Linked DNA regions of Mus musculus: region 1 is linked to region 2. The links are chromatin contacts, called in public HiChIP or PLAC-seq maps. All regions are on one chromosome and are shown on one strand. The core of a region is the stretch at or near the end of the contact, and the rest is flanking DNA. Distances in the headings are between cores, read along the strand shown. Region 1 overlaps Nim1k (NIM1 serine/threonine protein kinase). Region 2 holds the start of 3110070M22Rik (RIKEN cDNA 3110070M22 gene).

Region 1 (3,810 bases), core at 218-2,717, 250 kb before region 2:
AAGCTTGTATACTATAAAGGGAAGACACACTGACCAAATACAGACAAAATTTAAAGCCAATGAAGTTTACACTGTTATAAAACTTACGGTCTTATAGGAAAAGTAAGATGGCTGGCCTGGCAAGATGGCTCAGTGGGTAACAGCACTTGCTGTGACCTGAATTCAACCCCCCATAATCCATGTAGGAGAGATCTGAATCCACACATGTCCACACATACATATTCTGTGATAAATAAAATTGTAACAGAAACATTTGAATAAATAAATAAATTGATGATACTGTTTTGCTCAGACTAGCTTGCTTACTCAGAAGTTATAATGTCATTCTTTCTCTTTTTTTTTGATCACCATTCTTTCTTCCACAGAATTAGATATAGTTAAGATTTGTGGGGTTTGATTACACAAAGGAATACATATTTGAATTATTCTGCAGTCCCAGGTAATTGAATTCTGAAGTCCTTGACCTATCCTTTATTGTCTGTCTTTATCCAGCCTCTGTATCTATCTCTGTATAAACAGATACATACATGTAGACAGATACAAATTTTCAATTATAGAAGTAGTTATGCATGTTGTAAAATGATTATACAATATGGAATCTGAAGTAAAAAAAAATCAAGACATCTCCTTGTTGTAACCCTCAGGTTGATTAAAGAATGCAGAGTCTGAGCCGGACAGCTTCCTGCTCCCCTCCCGCCTTTTGGGAGCAGGGATATGTGCATGTTTTTTGAGATAGAGGCTTGTTATGTAGACCAGACTGTATTACAGCTGACAAACTTTCAATGCCCCTGCCTCAACCTCTTGGGTGCCAGAATTCGAGGCATGCACCACCAAGCCCCACCTGTCTGCTTTCCCTTGCTGTGATAAAATACTTGTGGTAAATTAATAGAGAAAACATTATTTTGGTTCACAGTTTCAGGAGTTTCAATTGACGATCACTTGCCCGTGTTGGTTTGGGCCTGTGGCACCTCACAGTACATCGTGATAGTGTTTGAACTTCTCTCTGTAGCTCTGTCAGTCTCAGGATTTAGCTTCCATCTTGGTCTAAATGGTCATTTCTATTACACTATTGTGTCCACATTCCAGCCAACCTGAAGATAGAAAAATGTGAGAGGATGGGGTATGCCTTGCTCTCTTTAAGGCAGTTGCCTAACAACTGCATTTATTACTTCTGTTCAGAGTCCAGACTAAAACTCAGACACACAGCCAAACCCAGCTACAGCGGAAATTGGAAAGAGCAGCCTTCAGCCGTATAGCAGCGTGCCCACCCAAAGTGTCTCTGTTCCAAGACAGTGGTTTTCAAAACTGGCTGTACATTGAATCACTAAGAAACCCTGAAAAACAAAGACTGGAGGAGTAACTTGCCTAGCATGCACGAGGCCCTGGATTTGATCTCCAACACTGACCTCAAGTGTGTTGCCTGTTCTGTGTGCAGGAGTCAATGACAGATGGGGAGACTCATCCAAGTTTCAAGTGCACCTGGAATTTCTGATAATAGAAGTGTTTGCTCTGCAGTAGTCTTTCCTCACCCAGAGCAGTAATCCTACTGTTTGTGAACAATAGATTTGCCTTAGTTTGGTTCAAATAGAGCTAAATGCCCTAATCCCTGTTACTCTCCCTGTCTTCCAGAATATATCCCACTAGGGCCAAGTGAAGTTAGTTACAGAACTGTAAAAGAGAGCAGTTTGGGCTTTGATGTGCAAACATTTTAATCCCCTAAAAATAAACTGTGTGTTGCAAATAAGTACAAGTGTTCCCACACTGCTTCCTAAATTAGCCTTTTCTGGGGACACAGAGAATGTGTTTATTTTTTCTGCTCAGGGATACCTGTTTGTGGTTCAGTGCATGGCAGGTTCAGGTTCATGACACATCTCCATGTCTCTCTCTCTCTCTCTCTCTCTCTCTCTCTCTCTCTCTCTCACACACACACACACACACACACACACACACACACACACACACACCCCACTTGTCTGAAGGCAAGCACTGTCTCAAAAAGGTGCTAGGAGGGTTTATGTTTGGAAATGGAACTAAAATGCATCCAGGAGCCTGAAATTCTTCTTTTGGATCTTGGCCTTTTCCATTCTTGTTTGTTTGAAATGCACGGTTGAGAGGTGACCTAGACACTCAGTTCTCACCCCCCAAGAAGCCAACTCAAAGGCGAGTTTGTTAACTTTGGTTGCCTTTAGATTTTATTTATTTAATCCATAGAAGGGGACTGAAGAGTGCTCACTTTACAGTGTTGTCAGGGTTTCCATTCCTGGGGGATATGTCAGAGGCTGAGATGAGGGGTGAGAGGCTGAGGTGAGGGGACTTCCTCCAGCTCTCTCCATCTCGTGTTTTTCCAAGACAATGTCTCTCACTAAACTTGGAGCTCCTTGTTTTAGTTAGCTGGCTGGCCAGTGTGCCCCTAGGGTCTCTCTTTCTCTGCATCCGAAGCGCTAGGGGCATAGATGCTCACGACGGCATCCAGCTTTTGCACAGAGGCTGGTAGTCCAAATTCATGTCCTCGTGCTTGAATACGAAGCACTTTACCCACTGAATCATCTCCCCCATCCCGACACAGTATGATTTTTAAGTAGTCACTAAAGTTTGCTCTGTCAAAGAATAGAATAGCTGTTGACTAAAAAGTGCTAGACATTTTACACCAGACAATGCCCTGTTGAATGACCTCCACATGCACACACACACACACACACACACACACACACACACACACACACCCCTCTGGTCCAAATTTTCAATTTTGTCTACTCATGTTTTAAAAATATTTAATCCACCACTTAAAGACTTAGAGAGTTTATTTAAAAACAAAAACAAACTCTCAGTTGCCAGTTTCTTTGGGGAATTACAAGACTTGACAAACATACATTAGCATTTGAGCATGGCTTCCCAACTGGGGGGAAGCAAGGGCTGCCTTGGCATGCTGGGCACGGGTACCTAGAAGGGTCATCCGTATAAAAGTCCTTCCTGTGCCACCCTCACAGACATTTCAGTCTGTGATCTTGATAGTCACGGGACTCTCCACTGTGGTAGAACTCAATACTGAAAAGAGCTGGTGTAGGCCCAGCAGAGTGAGCAGGCTGGCCATGGATTGTGAGTGTGGGTGGAAGCATCCTGTGCTATCAAGTGTTACAGCGTAGTAGCGCTGCCCTCACACAGAAACAGTTTACACTGATTTTGTATTTGCTTCAGAACCTCCTCACTGCTCCCCTATGGGGAATCTCAGTGCATATATGTTGGGAAATAGGAGCTAAGGCCAAAAGTAATATGGTTCAAATGATTTCTAAATGCTAAAATAAACTTCCAAATGGACTGTATTTGTTAACGATCTCTGTGAGGGTGTGACGTGTCTGAGAAGGCTTACAACCACAGTCTGATTATCACCCAATCTCCTTGCCACACATAGAAATAAATAAATAAATAAATAAATAAATAAATAAATAAATCACCCAGCATTTCCCCTAAGCAAGCCTGGCCCTGCCAGCCAACAAAGGAATTGTCTGAAAGCTTTGCCCAGAAGTTTAGAAATGGAGACAAAGAGAACAAAGGCAAGATGGCTTCCTTTGATATTATCTTCACAGCGTGTTGCAAGTCAAGAAAATAAATTACCAAGGAAGTTCTGTTTTCTTTCATCTTATTTAACGCATCACTGTGCTGCGGCGGCAAGCTAATAATTAAGTGGCATTCTGCCTCCTCCTCGGATACTTTGATGTACGATGACTGACTCCATATATTTGTCTGGTTGAGATTCTAAGCTCTTATTAGCATCCATAAAAACTGGCCAAAATCAAAGGGGCAAAGGACAAG
Region 2 (3,821 bases), core at 715-3,214:
ACCCTGTCTTTAAAAGTATCTCAAGAAAATACAAAGACAAAAAGCTAAGAACGAAGACATTAAATCCTTGGCTGCAGTGTCCGAGGTTTTCAAGCATGGCCTAGTTCTGTAGATCACACTTTGCTTCTCAGAGCTACTCTTCTAGCTCCCCAACAAACAACCCACTTTCTATTGCCCAGAACAGCAAACTCCAAACCTTAAGCTTATGTGAGAAGGGAAGGGGTCTGGAGAGATGCCGCAGCAGTTAAGACACAGCCTGCTCTTCCAGAGGACCTGACTTCAAGGCCCAGCAACCACATGGCGGCTCACAACCATCGGTAATGGGATCCGGTGCCCTCTTCTGGCCGGCAAGTACACACACAAATAGAGCACTCATATACATAGAATAAGTAAATCTTTTTTTTTTAAATAAGCAAGCATGATTCTGAGCTGAGTTCTAATCTGCCACAGCCTACTGAAATCAATAATCGGTCCACTTGTCAAACGCTTCAGTGCTGTGCCACATCTGAGCTTTAACATTTTTATTGTGTTTTTGGATGTTTGCCTGCATCTTGTGGTGCTTGTAGAGGTCAGAAGAGAGGACGGGACAGGAGTCACAGTCTTGTGAGCTGCCATGTGGGTGCTCGGAACTAAACCCGGGTCCCTGCACGAGCAGCCGGTCCCTCGTGTGGACAAACAGCCCACAGGTCTTCACGCTGATCTCTACTTTTCTGGATGTCTGACACTTTCACTTAGAAACGTTTTAAACAGAACCTAATGGCTCCTCGGCAGTTCAGTGGTTGTTTGCACGGTGTGTGTGTGTGTGTGTGTGTGTGTGTGTGTGTGTGAGTGTGTGTGTGTGTGTGTATGTGTGTGTGTGTGTGTGTGTGTGTGTATGTGTGTGTGTGTGTATGTGTGTGTGTGTGTGTGTATGTGTGTGTGTGTGTGTGTGTATGTGTGTGTGTGTGTATGTGTGTGTGTGTGTGTGTGTGTGTGTGTGTGTGTATGTGTGTGTGTGTGTGTGTATGTGTGTGTGTGTGTGTGTGTGTGTGTGTGTGTGTGGCATTTGGGAGTACAGAGTGCTGGATTCAGGTCTGTTGTCCCAGCACTCAGGGAACAATCACGAGCTCCGATAACATTCCCAGATCAACAGGAAGAGCACAAAGAGACCATGTCTCAAAAAGTGAACCATCAAGCAACATTATCACAACACACAAAAACACCCCCTGACCCAAACTGCCTTCATCCGGCTTTACAAACCGGTCCTCACACTATGGTTGCCGTGTCAGTCAACGCGTTTAAGTCGGGAGCCAAACTATCAAACGCAGATGTCGGATCTGGTGCTGATAATCAATACAAGGAGCAGACGCAAACCTCTTTTCACGTCAGCGTGACTCTGAGGCCATCCGGTCTCTCTCCGCGTGTGAAAGAGCGCCCGTGACGGCGACAGATACAATGGACAGTGAAGCGTTTCCACGTGTTTCTGTTCTGAGCCGACTCCTCCACGCGTGCTGTTCTGAGGTCCGTGGGATCGAGTAAGTTTTAGATTAAAAAGAATGGATTTCTACGATGTCGACTGTTAAACTGCACAGGAGGCCTCAGCTCTCCACCCGCCCACCGGCTCCCCGCTTCGCTTCGGGTTGGAAAAAGCGCAGAGCCGAGAAGAGCGGCGTCGACGGGGTCGGAGGGCGAGAGAGGGAGGGCAGGGGAGGGAGGGAGGGAGGGAGGGAGGGAGGGAGGGAGGGAGGGAGGGAGGGGTGAGGCTCTGAGAGGTTTCGAGTCCACCCTGAGCCCGCAGCCCCGGCCCGGGACTCGATCCTCCGCCTCGCCCGGCTCCGGCTCCCTCTGGACGCAGCGCGGTCCGGCCGTCCCTCCCCGCCCGGCGAGCCGCGGCTCGGCTCCACCCGGCGCGCCTCGCGGTAGGCGGGCGGACGACGGCGCCCCGCCCCTCGGCCGCACCATAGAGACGCGCGCGCCGCCGGCCAGAGCGGCCGAGTCCTCCGGGTCCCCGCGGACGCCGGGATGCGGGTCGCTCGCTGGATGAGCCTGAGCCGGTGGCCGCCCTGAGCTCTGCACGCCCTCAGAGCCCTCAGAGCCGGACGGAAACGTGGAAAACGTCCCGTCGGTGTCTGTGCTCATCGAGTCACCCCGCTCACCACGATGCTCACCTGTGGCGGCCGGGATGGAGAAGCCCCTCGCCGGCTGCAGGGCACACCGTGGGTCGGGGGCTCGACGGCTCAGACGTTCCTAACGTCCTGCAGTGGACGCCACAGGGCAGACGATGCAGGATCGCGCGACCTGTCAGACCAGACGCACCGCAGCGCTTCACCGCCCCCTTGGGGATTTCTCAAGGCTTTGCTACTCACCGGCGGGGGCGACACGGGCGATGGGAGGCGGCTGATCTCAGGACATCGAGGGCAAAGCAAGAAGGCTCAGCGGTTAAGAACACTGACTGCTCTTCATACAATGCATCCTGAATCCTTGTGTTGGGCTCGGCTACAGAATCGCTTCAGATGAACTATTCCAGCAGAGGGCCACAGTCATCCCCCTGCCTCACACAGTCACACAGCCACATCCCCCTGCCCCACACTCAATCAGCATCATCCCCCTGTGTCAGCGGGGGGATGTTAAGAACACTGACTGCTCTTCATACAATGCATCCTGAATCCTTGTGTTGGGCTCGGCTACAGAATCGCTTCAGATGAACTATTCCAGCAGAGGGCCACAGTCATCCCCCTGCGTCAGAAAATCACTCACAGAATCGCTTCAGATGAACTATTCCAGCAGAGGAGCTCCTTTACTGAAGGGCACTGACCAAGTGGAAATATGCTGGACACATAGTGATATATCTCAACTAGGAGAGGCTAACTTTAGTGAGGTAGTTGGGACGATCATAGATGGACTGGCCCAAGTTCAAGGCTGGATCATGACAAGAACTGTTGTGGACCAACCCTCAAGGGGAGGAAGACTCTTCAGGGGGGTTTAAACACCCCCCACCCTCCTGAGACCCGGCTTTCCTGCTTCCGGAGTTCCTGCTCTGGTTTTGGGGGGTCTTTTTCTCTGAGCCTCTGCCTCATGTGTTTCCTCACCCCCAGTAAACACTTTTCTTCAACTGCCGGGTCTGTCTGTGGCATGAGATTGCTCTGCTGCCCTTTGTGGGCTTCAGAGTTCCTGCGTATGAACAGAGAAAAACAAACCGGATCTGGACACCTAGCCTATATCATTTAGGTTGCAACAGGGTTGCTTTGGTCACTTTTCTTTTTTGATATACAGCTTTGCTTTTTATAGTTTGGATAGGGGAGGAAATGATGCCTCTTTTTTTTTTTTTTTTTTTTGGTTTTTCGAGACAGGGTTTTTCTGTGTAGCCCTGACTGTCCTCGAACTCAGAAATTCGTCTGCCTCTGCCTCCCAAGTGCTGGGATTAAAGGTGTGCACCACCACGCCCGGCTGACCCCTCTTTTTAAGAGGAGCCAGCGGTAGGTTCAAAACCCTCTGGGTATTTTTTAAATTACTTTTTATTTTTGTGAGATAATATTTCTCCTTTCTCTTTCCTCCCTCCAAGCCCTCTCATAAAAGCCCAGGAGGCCTCAACCCTAATCTTCCCTGGAGAAGAGTACACCAACTGTTTCTCCAAAACTACATAACCTGCCATCACACTTACGAGGAACAAAGGCTGAGCAGGTTGTATTTATTTAGGAATATATATTAATTTATGTATGTAACAACAATTAGTGTGTTGCTGCCCTCCAGACAGCTGAACACCTGCCCCCTCACTGCTGATATAACAAAGGGGGCTGAAAATTCTTTATTTTTTTATGTATGTGAGTACACTGTAGCTCTCT

Evidence for each region. HiChIP or PLAC-seq counts read pairs in DNA pulled down with a chosen protein or histone mark.
Region 1: a contact with region 2 is called in an H3K4me3 HiChIP or PLAC-seq map of the SCID.adh cell line, with 14 read pairs. The contact joins the enhancer-like site here to the promoter of 3110070M22Rik in region 2. A contact is called at or near these places in 5 of 39 promoter capture datasets (the C10 cell line, the HPC-7 cell line and embryonic stem cells), 1 of 484 Hi-C or Micro-C datasets (pancreatic cancer cells), 9 of 115 datasets of contacts at active chromatin or transcription factors (the SCID.adh cell line, embryonic stem cells, epiblast stem cells and 2 more) and 2 of 9 other capture datasets (embryonic tail and pancreatic islet).

Annotation. Positions count from the first base shown.
Region 1 is chr13:119,731,413-119,735,222 of GRCm38.p6, reverse strand. All of the region lies in intron 1 of Nim1k (NIM1 serine/threonine protein kinase), which reads left to right. Among named protein-coding and RNA genes, the nearest start is that of Gm52026, 8.5 kb to the left of the region's middle. Within about 2 kb of position 1,467, at least 4 of the 459 cell types and tissues checked have an H3K27ac peak or open chromatin away from gene starts, as enhancers often do. A contact at or near this core is called in the SCID.adh cell line, where this site is marked.
Region 2 is chr13:119,486,527-119,490,347 of GRCm38.p6, reverse strand. It overlaps 3110070M22Rik (RIKEN cDNA 3110070M22 gene), which reads left to right and starts at 1,964. Exons shown (of 1, transcript NR_027974.1): 1 at 1,964-3,091. Tmem267 (transmembrane protein 267) reads right to left here and starts at 1,875. Exons shown (of 3, transcript NM_001177666.2): 1 at 1,354-1,875.